3 separate regions of the Gossypium hirsutum genome follow, and all the other regions are linked to region 1. Evidence: chromatin contacts called from public Hi-C data. All regions are on one chromosome and are shown on one strand. The core of a region is the stretch at or near the end of the contact, and the rest is flanking DNA. Distances in the headings are between cores, read along the strand shown. Region 1 has its middle 53 kb from the start of LOC107890249. Region 2 holds the start of LOC107888960 (serine/threonine-protein kinase EDR1). Region 3 holds the start of LOC107888958 (universal stress protein PHOS32).

Region 1 (3,841 bases), core at 1,006-3,505:
AGTCTGGCTAGGTAGATGAGACCGGAAGTAAAACACTGCCCACCAAATGCATATAATATTAATATTATAATTTGCAGCTAGGCTTCGCTTTAAAAGGTGGATCAGATAAGTGTAATTAAAGCTTTAAAGTTAATCAACTTGAATTAAAATTAATCAAAAATTTTAAGGGTAATCTATAAAAATAGTCACTTTTGTTTGCTTCAGGTTACATTTTAGTCACTTATGTTTGAAATGTTACGTTTTAGTCACTTATGTTACTATTTTGTTACGAAGTGATCACTCTACCGTTAAGTTCCGTTTTCTCTCTAACGATTATCCTACATGGCAGTCCAACTAGATTCTAGATGCCAACTTGGATTTTTAAATGGGATGAAAATAGGTTTTTAATTAAAAATTTAATTAATTAAAATTTTTAAACCTAAATCTTAACTAAAAAATCTGTTCATTTCCTCTTTTTAATTTTTCTTCAGTCTCTTCTTTTTTTTTTCAATGTTTTTTTTTCATTTGATTGGAAAAACTATTATTAAGATCAAAATAGTTGAAATCAAATTGACTGCTTCATAAAGATGGATTCAATGGAGGGTTCAGGTATGTTTTCTTTGCATTCATCTATCTCTTTTATTCAATACTGAAAAACAAAAGATTGAATTTTTTATTGTTTAATGAAAACCCTAAATTAAAATTCTTGATATGAATATTAACAACTAAAAGAATTTCAGATAAAAAAAAGGGATACCCGCAAAGGGATTGTGAACAAACAAGCCGATTCAAATCAGAAAAAATCGGATTGAGAAACTAATTATTCAAGAACGTGAAGAATTTAAAAATACAATGATTAGGAACAAAAATGATTACCATATTCTTATTTTTCGACAACCATTTCATTTTAAGTTTTAGAACATAAGTTTGTCGGTGAAGAAGACATACCTGGACCCTCCATTGAATCCTCTTTTGTTTTCGTAGGTGAATAATTTTTTTTGATGATAATAGCTGTTTTAGTCATTGAAAAAGAAAACTAAAAAAATGGGGAGATGAATAGTTTTTTAACTAAGATTTAGGGTTTAAAATCTTTAATTAATTAAATTTATTTAATAAAAAATCTATTCTCATCCCATTAGAAAATTCAAGTTGGCACTTAAAATCTAGTTGGACTGCCACGTAGGATTACCATTAAGGAGATAACGAAACTTAACGGAAGAGTGATCACTTTGTAACAAATAACATAAGTGACTAAAACGTAATATTTCAAATATAAATGACTAAAATATAACATGAAACAAACAAAAGTGACTATTTTTTAATTTACCCAAATTTTAAACTCTTAATAGTTAATTGAATGATTTTTTTTTAAAAAAATAACTAAACTAAATTATTTTAATTAATTCAATCAAGAATTAATCGAAATTTATATATTTTTAATTTTTTTATTAAAATAAATATAAAATATATTAAAAAATTAACCGAATTAACAAGGTACTTTTCAGTCACTTCGTTAACTTTTGGCTTTTTTTTTCTCTTTTTTATTTTTAATTTGTGCCAATTGATTGTGGTTATTCAATATCAGAAGCTGCAGAAACAGTGAAGTGCATTGTTAGGAGTAAGTTTCAAACCTGAAAAGTTCATTCCAGGCCTTGTTATTCGTTTCATATAGGGGTTATTTGTGGATTTGTCAAAACCCACTAAAACCCTTTCCAAGAAGAAGAATTTCCTACCTGGAAAGCTTCAAGAACTAGACTTTAACAAGTCCTTAAAACGGTATGTTTTATTTTTTTGGCTTCTTTTTTTAAGCAATTAAAGCAATCAAAAGAGCAAAGACCCAATTCAAACCAGACATAATCAACAAAGAAGAGTAGGATAAAAATCAAAGACAATCAATAGAGAAAAGTAGGGGGGATTTAGTGACTTGGTGGTGGTGGACGTCGGACGGTAATGAATGTTTCGGGCTGTCGGGTTAGGGCGTCACTCGAAGATGATGGTGACTGGACGGCGGTGAGTGAAGGTGAACTCGAAGCCGGTGATTGTCGTTAGAAGGGATTTTGGGAGATTTCGGAGGATTTTCAATTTGGGGAGATGGGATTAGAGATTTAGGGTTATTGGGTTCAGGGATTTGAATTTCAGATAATTTTTAGTTTAGGGTTACTACAATGTTTAGTTCAAAGGGCGGTTGCCTGTAGATATTATTTTTTTTTTTGCTTTGAGGATGTTTAGGTTTTATTATTAAGTTATTAAATTACTTTTAGTTTAAAGAATTGGGTTGGGTTTATAAATTATATTGAATTGGGTTGCTGGTTGGGGCTTAGGTGGGTAGTGGGTAGTGGGTAGTGGACAGTGGGTTAATTGTTAATATAATATTAATTATTAAGTTCGGTTAATTCGATTAATTATCTGATTTTGAGTTGAATTAATCGTTATTCAAAATTTCAAAAAAAAATTTAACTGACTTCCGACTGAATTAAATTGGTTAACCGACTAATTAACTGAATTAAATCGATTCGATCAATTAATTTAGTTTTAATCGAAATTTAAACACCAAAATGCGAATCAAAATTCTGTTTTTATTTCTGTTGGTTGAACCAATGGAACAAATCGTATACCAAATTCGGTTGAAACTTGTTTTTCGTTTGCATGAAATTTCGGATATATTTCAGCCATTACCAACACTTAAAATTCATTATATCATACCTTTGGTATATTGTCTGACACCTCACTAAAAACTCTTTTAAAAGATTCATATAATTAAAAAATTTTAAAAATTGATTACATTTGATGAGATGTCGTTGTTGGAGCCTCGTTATGTTGTATGGCATAGCGGAAAAAAAAGCTTCCATCAATCACAAACCGCGAATTCATGTGCAAGAAAAATTCAAAAATATGCCTTTAAAATCTGGAAACATCACTGGCACAAAAGTGATTCCTCTGTTTATGTCCAACCCCGGCCACAATGTAAAATTTTGACGTCTGCTTGATCCACTTGAAAAAGCATGATTGGAAAATCTCTCAGAACCTTTTAGAAAGAAAACTACTTTTCGTTACAAGTCAAAGATAGTATTTTGGGTAAAAAGAAATTGAGATTAAACTTATCTTTTTATTCAAAACTACTTTTAATGGCCATTAACCACTAAGTGGAAAGATAAGGTATTATCTTTTTAAACCTCATTTTCTCCCTTACATAAGAAGATATCAATTTCAATTAAATCCTAACATAATCTCCTTACCCGAATTTTATTAAATATAATATTTAATATACTCGAAAAGGCATATTTATAAATTCAAATATGTATAGATTTTCACATTTATTTTAATTTAATCCTCTATACATAAGCATCAAGTGTATACATATATTATGATTAATTTTAACATTATAAAATTAACTTAATTATTACAATATTTCTATAATTAAATTAACTTTTATGACATATTAAATATAATCTCAATTTTCATTATATTCAGATCGTCTCAACTAAAGGGTGTGACTCTATAGAATCCTATAATGTTAGCAATAACATTAAAATAATTCTAATGTTACAAACAATGATGACATCTAGAAATGCGTCACTACTACCTAAGTTATAGGAAGTCGTGGTTCGATGTGGTCTTCTGTGATAATATTATATAGAATATCTTTTTGTCATTTATATCTTTGATTAAACACAAGTCATGGAATAGTCACATTTGTATAGCCCAATCTTTTATTTCTTGATTGTCGAGTAGACAAGATAAACAAATAAGTGTGAAATCTCATGTCAACTCATATGAGCATGACCATGCATTTCTAGTTTCAATCAATCAAAGGCATGAGATATTTCTCCCATTATGTAGGAGGGACAAATCCTTTCTTGAT
Region 2 (3,841 bases), core at 598-3,097, 120 kb after region 1:
AGCTTGTTTCATGTTTTGAAGCTACCTTGCAGGATATTTGGTTAGGAAGTTTTATTGCGAGTTTTGGAGTGTTCAACATATCTCTAGACCCATATGGATATATTAGGACAATATGGCAGGGATGTGTTAAAGTAAACACATTAACGTTAAATACTTAGTAATTAGGGAACACATTAAATCATGAAATTGCTCATAAAACACATAAGTACAAAGTTAAATATAGTTGATCGCTTGACAAAAGGAATACCACTAAAGTTGTTCAACGGACATGTGGTTGAAATATAGTTCAATTTAAAAAATTATATAAATTGAGAATTCATTTAAAATTATTATTTTTGAAATTATAAAAAAAATATAAAATTATTTAAAAAATACATGTAGAATGAACTTCCATAAAAAAACTCAAACCTCCATTTATTCAGATTATTCTAGACATCTACTTTTAAGGTTATTTATTTATTTATTTAAAAAAGATAGTTTTTAAGAATTATTATAGCTTTTTAAATAAATTTTAATATTTTTATTATATATAATTGAATTGTTTATAAAATGTAAATGATGACTTAACGCTTTTAAGAGAATACGGAGACTTCAAAAACTAATGTGAAGCAAAAACCAAATTAGGAGAAATTATTGAATTGAAAATTAAATATTTTTTTTATCCCTTTTATTATACTTTGAAAGGGAAACTTGTAGCTTGGACCAAATAATGAAAGAAAATTACTTGCCATAAAAAGCCACAAAACTAGAACATTTGATTGTTGGTTAAACGGAAAAAAAGAAGAAGAAGATGGTTTTAATTTTTTTTAAGTAATAAATAAAGTCGGTCCAATTAATACCTCTCAAACCCTACCCTTAGCGAAAAAGTGAAACCCGGAACATCATATCGAAGGAGGAACCTTGAAGTTAGCGTTTGTGATGACGCGCTACATTCATTGGACATTCACCTGAAATTCTATCACTTAATTGGATGATTTCAATCACGTGAATTTTAGCTCGTGGGGATGCTACCCTACTCCTTAGTCTATTTTTTTTTCTCTGATAAGACACTCCTTAGTGTATTTAAAGCATCTGGTATTCACGATGAGATAAAGGGTCTAATTTCAAGACACCTCCGGGTATTATAGACCTGATTTTAATTTGGTCCTGATTTTTGAAGTATCATCTGAGGGCGAGTTGAAATCGGTTTAATCAATCATTCGGTTAAGTTGGTGTCTATTAAGGTTTTACTGATTAAATCGTTTATAATCTTGGTTTAAGCTTAACTTGGTTAGTCAATTCGATTAAAATCGAATGTTGTTGGATAAGTTTGAAAAATCAACCTAATCAGCTAAAAATCCAAAAACTAAATGTATCATATCGATTAAGTCAGATCACTAGTCTAACCATTAAATTGAATGTTAAATATCAACTTGTATCTAACATGAAGATCATTTATACATGTAAATATTTTTTTCGCTTTTGTTTTCATATTTTTTTATCTTTTAGTGTTGTTCATGTTTATTTTACAATTTAAGTTCGGGATTCAAAGCTATCATTTTTAACAATATCGTCTCAAAGCTCAACATAAAAAAAGTATATATGTATTTTTAAAATATACTATACATATTTAAATTGACTTTCATGTTAGATTAGAACTTTACATTTTATGATTAAAAACCTAATTGATGAAACACCTAATTGATACAATATTAATAATTGGATCCAATTGAAGTATTTTAAAATTTAGAAACCTATTTAAAATTTAGAATATAATGCGAGAACACCATAAGGAATTAACCCGAAAAAGGAAAAAAAAAACAAAAAACCAGAAAGAAACTGTCCCAAAACAAAGAAAAAGGCAAGAAAAAAAGAAAAGATAAATAGAAAAAAGGAAAAGAGAAATAGTTGAAGTCTTTGAGTCTTAGACCTCTCTTAAAAGAGAAAGAGGACTGTTTATTTCTACAGAAAGTGAGATTTTTGTATCTTATCAAAGCTTTGAACTTTGAAGCCCCTTCCTATGGTTTGACTTTTTGATTTGGTGAAGTGTACCAAAAAAAAAAAAAAAAAGAAAGAAAAAAGTAGCAAAAATGGAAACACCTACAGCGGATGAGCTTTTGAGGAAGATCCAAGAACTGGAGGCAGGACATGAGCATCTCCAGCAAGAAATGTCTAGATTAAAACAATCCGGCGCCGGTCAGTCAAAGCCCGACCACATTCGTCAAAGATCCCACTCTACTTCCCCTCAACGCCGCCGCTGCCCGGGGAATTCGGCTGCGGCGGCGGCTACGTCGGCTGCTGCTTTGAAGAAAAGTTCTTGCTCGTTTCGGCATTCGTCGCCGTTGCAAAGAGAGAGCAGAAGGTGTGATACCGGAAATGGCGGCGGCGGAGGTGATGGAGAAGGCCGGAATACTGGTCCGGCTGCCGTTAATTTCACCAACAGTCAGTATTTAAATATTTTGCAGTCTATGGGACAATCTGTTCATATATTTGACCTTAATGGCCGTATAATTTATTGGTAAGAGGGTTACTTTCATGCCTTTAATGTTCTAGTCAGTGATTAACCTTTGTTATTAGTAAATGTAAGTAGCATTCTTATTGAATTGGGCATTTTTTGCAGGAACCGAACTGCGGAAAACCTTTATGGTTATTCAGCGGCGGAGGCTTTAGGGCAAGATGCCGTTGAACTTCTTGTCGATCCCAGGGACTTTGCGGTGGCGAATAATATAGTTCATCGTGTTATGATGGGTGAGAGTTGGACTGGGCAATTTCCTGTTAAGAATAAAATGGGGGAGAGGTTCTCAGCTCTTGTAACTGATACTCCTTTTTATGATGATGATGGTTCTTTGGTTGGAATTATTTGTGTATCCAGTGATTCTCGGCCTTTTCAAGTTGCATTTTCGGCTGAAAAGCAACCTGAAGGAAATTCGACCTTCAGCCGGTCCAAAAATGCTGTTTCAGCTAAACTCGGTCTTGATCCTCAGCAACCTTTGCAAGCTGCAATTGCGTTGAAGATAACGAATTTGGTATTGGTTCCTTAATTTTCATGTAGTTTCTGGTTGGTTTTTTATTGTTATTGTAGTTTGTCTTGGGTTGATTGTGAAAGAGTTACTAATGCAGGCGTCCAAGGTGAGCAACAAAGTGAAGTCCAGAATTAGGACCGGAGAGAATTGCATTGATCCGGAAGGGGGAAGTGGAGATAGTCATCATTCTGATCATGTTTTGTCCGATGCTGTACATTTCGATCATAAAGAAGATGCAACTTCGAGTGCAGCCAGTACACCGAGGGGAGATGTACACCCATCTGCCTTTGGTGTATTTTCTCCTTTTGAGGAGAAGCCTGCAGTTAAAACCTCGAGAGATTCTGGTGATGAGAGTGAAGGAAAGCCTGCAATCCAAAAGATTATGACATTAATGAATAGGAAAGGGTTATCATGGCCTTGGAAAAGGAATGATCAAGAAGGATTGGAGGCAAGGACTGCACGTTTTGTTTGGCCTTGGTTGGGCAATGATCAAGAGAATGAAACGTTTGAACCCAAGTGCTCATATTCTAGTGCAAAAACTGAAGGCCATGTTAATGAAGGTAATAGACCTGTTAATAACGAGGCATCGGGTTCCTGGTCATCATCTATTAATGTTAACAGCACAAGCAGTGCCAGCAGCTGTGGAAGCACCAGCAGTAGTGCTGTTAATAAAGTTGACATGGATTCTGATTGTTTAGATTACGAGATCTTGTGGGAAGACTTGACGATTGGAGAGCAAATAGGGCAAGGTAAATTCTTTTGCTGAACTGCAACTGGGAGATGTGATGGAATTATGAACTTGTTAATAACTAGATCCTCTACTTTATGCATTGAACTTT
Region 3 (3,841 bases), core at 909-3,408, 67 kb after region 1:
AATATTGTACTCGATGTACTGTCATTTTAGGCTTACACCGATGAAAGTATGTAAAATTACTTGAGTTTTACACTAATGTAAGTGGATCACTCTTCAAATACTTATAGTTTAATATCTAAATATGTTAACAATACTATATTGTGGCATACTAACGATGCATGTGAAAACAATTATATAATAAATTTGTTAAAACTTGATATAAAAATAAAATATGTATTTGACTGAAATGATTGAGAGAGCGAGTGTTGTGGAGTCTTAAATCTTAAGTTCAAATCATATATATATATATTTGGATTTTATATGAAATTATAAAAATATTCTCAAAATAATATTTGTTTCTTCGTTAAAATATAATGATCTTTTAGTACTTTAACAACTGAGCTGGGACCTAATTGAAGAGTGATGCCAACTTAGTCAAACTCTTTATAAATATTATAGACTTAGCAACCGAGTTGAGATTCGATTGAAGGGTGAGACAAACTTAATTAAGCTCTTCATAAATAATATAGATATATTATATAAACATACAAATATACTTTAATAGGCAAATAAAATATTTTATATACAAATATGAATTTTAAATTTATTAATTAGATTCAATAATTTGGTTTAATAATTATATGTCATGTTTATATATAATTTTAAAAATAAAAATGATTCAAATAAAAAAATTAAAAATTAATTTTCGAATACCAAAATCTTGTGCCAGCCGGAACAAAATGTTACAAATCAAAAATTAGATGAAATGGACAATAACACAAGTAAATTTTGACTGAAACAAAATTTAGACTAGTTGATACTTTGATGTAGAGCCATTGGCTTCCCAATAATTTTTTAAAATTTTCCTTAAACTCTTAAACTTTTTTGAAAATTTCAATTAAGTTTTGTTAAAATTTTTAAAAATTCTCGTAAAATTTTATAAAATTTTAACACCAATATCCGTCTATCAACAATTATGATGTGTTAGAACCAGCAGTTCTTAGAAACTGCCTACACAATTTATTCTCACATCACTCAATTGGTAAGTCTAGTTTACACAAACACCCATCTCAATATACAACAAGATGAAGTGTGTTCAGCTTCAACAAAAGCTTTAATTACTTCCATACATACAATCCCATGCAATAAAACATAAATCAAGCTACATATCTCAACTATTCCTTATTACTTCTATTATGGGAAAACACTTTTAAAACCTCAAAGGCAATGAAAAACAATCCTTAAACATGATGCTTCACCACAGTAACAGGACAGGAGCCATTGTTCACTACATAGTTGCTTACACTGCCCATTATAGCCCTGAAAATAAAAACAAATTAAAATCTCGGAATATGATAATATATGTTGCTATGACTCTTCACTTCTTTGAAAAAATATCAGTGTTTGATATCCTCTCATAAAAATATATAATTTAATCTCATAGTCTAAAAACGAAAGAAGAGATTAATTGATGAAAAAGGTTTACCTCTTAAGCGTGCCAAGCCCTCTATTTCCTACAATTATGCAGCTAAGAGGGATAGTATCAATGGCCTCACATAACTTCTCACGAGGATCACCCCAGTATATCTTCATCAGCACCTCAATCTGATGATTTGTGAGTAAAATATATCAACTTACTAATAATAATTAACAATAACTGAAACAAAATGAATTAAGTTCAATTTCATGGATTTTTGTGGGAAGAAGAAAAGTACTTGGGTTTGCCTAGCAGCAGTGGTGACAATATCCAAAGTTTCAGGGTCTGGCTTTACTCCATACCTCTTCATGATAATTGGATCACAGAATTCACTTAATGGGATTAAAGCTACATTAACATAGTAAAATTAAAAAAGTCATTTCTTTAAGCTTATCCTGGATTCTTTTTTCTCGAGAAACAAACGATAAAAATTAATTAGAGGAAGAAGAGTATGTACGTGAACCGGTGGCTTCCCAAAGCTGTATCTGATCGCCTTCGTCATAATGACCTTCAGGTCGAACGGCAACAAGGATAAGATGATCCCCTTTCCGGATAACGTTATCCACAGCCCATTTCAACGCATTCTTGCTGCTTGGAGAGAAATCAACAGCAATCCCAACTCTCCTATCAGCCGCCATATCTCTCCGCTCTGTCTTTACTTTTTTCTATGATCACCCTAATATGCTTAGCCCTGTGTGTATATATATCTATATTAAACTTTTTAAACCCTTTTATAGCTGGAATTTTTATGGGAATAAATTTCATTTTGGAATTTACTTTTTTATATAATTATTTTAGTCCAAAGCACTAACATTATGAAAGAATATTACGTCTTAATTCAAAATATTAAGATCATTAAATATTTCCTTAGTTAACTTGTATAAATTTTTTCAAACAATGTGAAATTTATTTCGTAAAATTCTGGCTATAAAAATAATCATTTTTTTAATTTTTTATTTAAAAAATTCAACTCAACCTCATTATATGAGTTTTTTTTAATTTATATTAATAGTACAACTTTTTAATGATATTAATAAAGAATAGTATTTGATGCATACTATTGCACGAATCTCATGCATCATCTATAAATAATAACATACTACATTATTATTAAATAAAATAAAAAATTGTGAAGGATTTATAAATAAATACTAATAATTTTTTTAAAACAAATTTAAATATTAATTTTGTTATAACTACTATAAATATATATTAATAACTCTCAAGCTTAGAGTTTACGATCTTAGGTTTAAAATACCGAATTTAAGCCGGATAGATCATCGATGATGCATCACATATTCTCTTTATTAATAATTTATCTAAAATATAAATTTGATAATTAAATAATTAAATTATATAATATAATTAAGCATAATGTAAAGAAGAAAAGTGACCTATATTTTATACGAGCAAGTGAGTCGGAATGAATAGAAAGGCATCAACTTTAGATAAAGAGAGAAAGGGCCAGAAACTGAAGAAAAGTTTGTAATGGAGTTTACTTTTTGAGGTAAGGGTTGGTGTATGATTTTTCGCCTTTTCTTTTTTTTTTTATCATAAGAATTTTGGCATTTTTTGAGCCACCGATGGAGATAAGACGGTGATTGTGAAAGTTTAGACATTGTCTGAGAAGTATCGGATTCTTTGTTGTTGTCGGGTGGTGACCTCCACGTGGGCAATCAATGTTTGATGAATTTTTGTCTAGCTTTACTTTAATGAGTGTCTGGTGCATATAAATGATTAACTTGTAAGAATAATCATTGTTAATTACAAATTATAATAACATGGTTTATAAATATACGGATTTGAGGGAATATGATAAATTTTGTTGAGGCAAGTGCTATGGTCGTTATGGTTAACATTGCGATGAGTTGAGTTTTTTTTTTTCTATTAACTTGTTATTTTTAGGATAGGTAATTTTTAAAATAAAATTTTTGAGCTATAAATTATGTTGATATCATGAAAATATGATTATCCATCTATAAAGATCAAATTCATTTTAGACCTTATCATGAGTCATGTTATTTGGCCCTACTTGAAGGTCTACCCGAAAGTTAAAATAGTTTGTGTAAAAATATAGGTTTAAAAAATGAGCTTAGGCAAAAAACGATGCCCGTTTTATAAGCGGGTCGAGCCTCAAGTAAGCTTTTTTTTTATCCTGGGCTCGACTGGGCCTAAATTTACAAAAAATAAAAAATTAAACATGTTATTTTGGTGCTATTCTGCTACTATTTCGTTATTATATTGTTATTATTTTGTTGTTATTGTTTGGATATTATTGTAACTCTTGTTTTATTGTTAATTTTACTACTATTTTAGAGGCATTTCCTTGCTAAGTTGCACATATCTTAGTGTTAAATTTTTTAGTTTATTTGATATATTATATTT

The links. Hi-C and Micro-C count contacts between places; a contact is called where the count stands out from the background.
Region 2: a Hi-C map of leaf shows a contact between it and region 1, with 2.1 times the contacts expected there. The contact joins the promoter of LOC107888960 here to the enhancer-like site in region 1. A contact is called at or near these places in 7 of 34 Hi-C or Micro-C datasets (callus, hypocotyl, leaf and 1 more).
Region 3: a Hi-C map of hypocotyl shows a contact between it and region 1, with 3 times the contacts expected there. The contact joins the promoter of LOC107888958 here to the enhancer-like site in region 1. A contact is called at or near these places in 6 of 34 Hi-C or Micro-C datasets (anther, hypocotyl, leaf and 1 more).

Annotation. Positions count from the first base shown.
Region 1 is chrA09:57,272,131-57,275,971 of Gossypium_hirsutum_v2.1, forward strand. No RefSeq gene overlaps it. Among protein-coding and RNA genes, the nearest start is that of LOC107890249, 53 kb to the right of the region's middle. Within about 2 kb of position 2,256, at least 8 of the 9 cell types and tissues checked have an H3K27ac peak or open chromatin away from gene starts, as enhancers often do. A contact at or near this core is called in hypocotyl and leaf, where this site is marked.
Region 2 is chrA09:57,396,319-57,400,159 of Gossypium_hirsutum_v2.1, forward strand. It overlaps LOC107888960 (serine/threonine-protein kinase EDR1), which reads left to right and starts at 1,848. Exons shown (of 13, transcript XM_016813237.2): 1 at 1,848-2,497; 2 at 2,600-3,005; 3 at 3,100-3,751. The coding sequence starts at 2,070.
Region 3 is chrA09:57,339,113-57,342,953 of Gossypium_hirsutum_v2.1, forward strand. LOC107888958 (universal stress protein PHOS32) reads right to left here and starts at 2,159. Exons shown (of 4, transcript XM_016813235.2): 1 at 1,914-2,159; 2 at 1,695-1,804; 3 at 1,466-1,584; 4 at 962-1,299. The coding sequence starts at 2,094. The coding sequence ends at 1,221.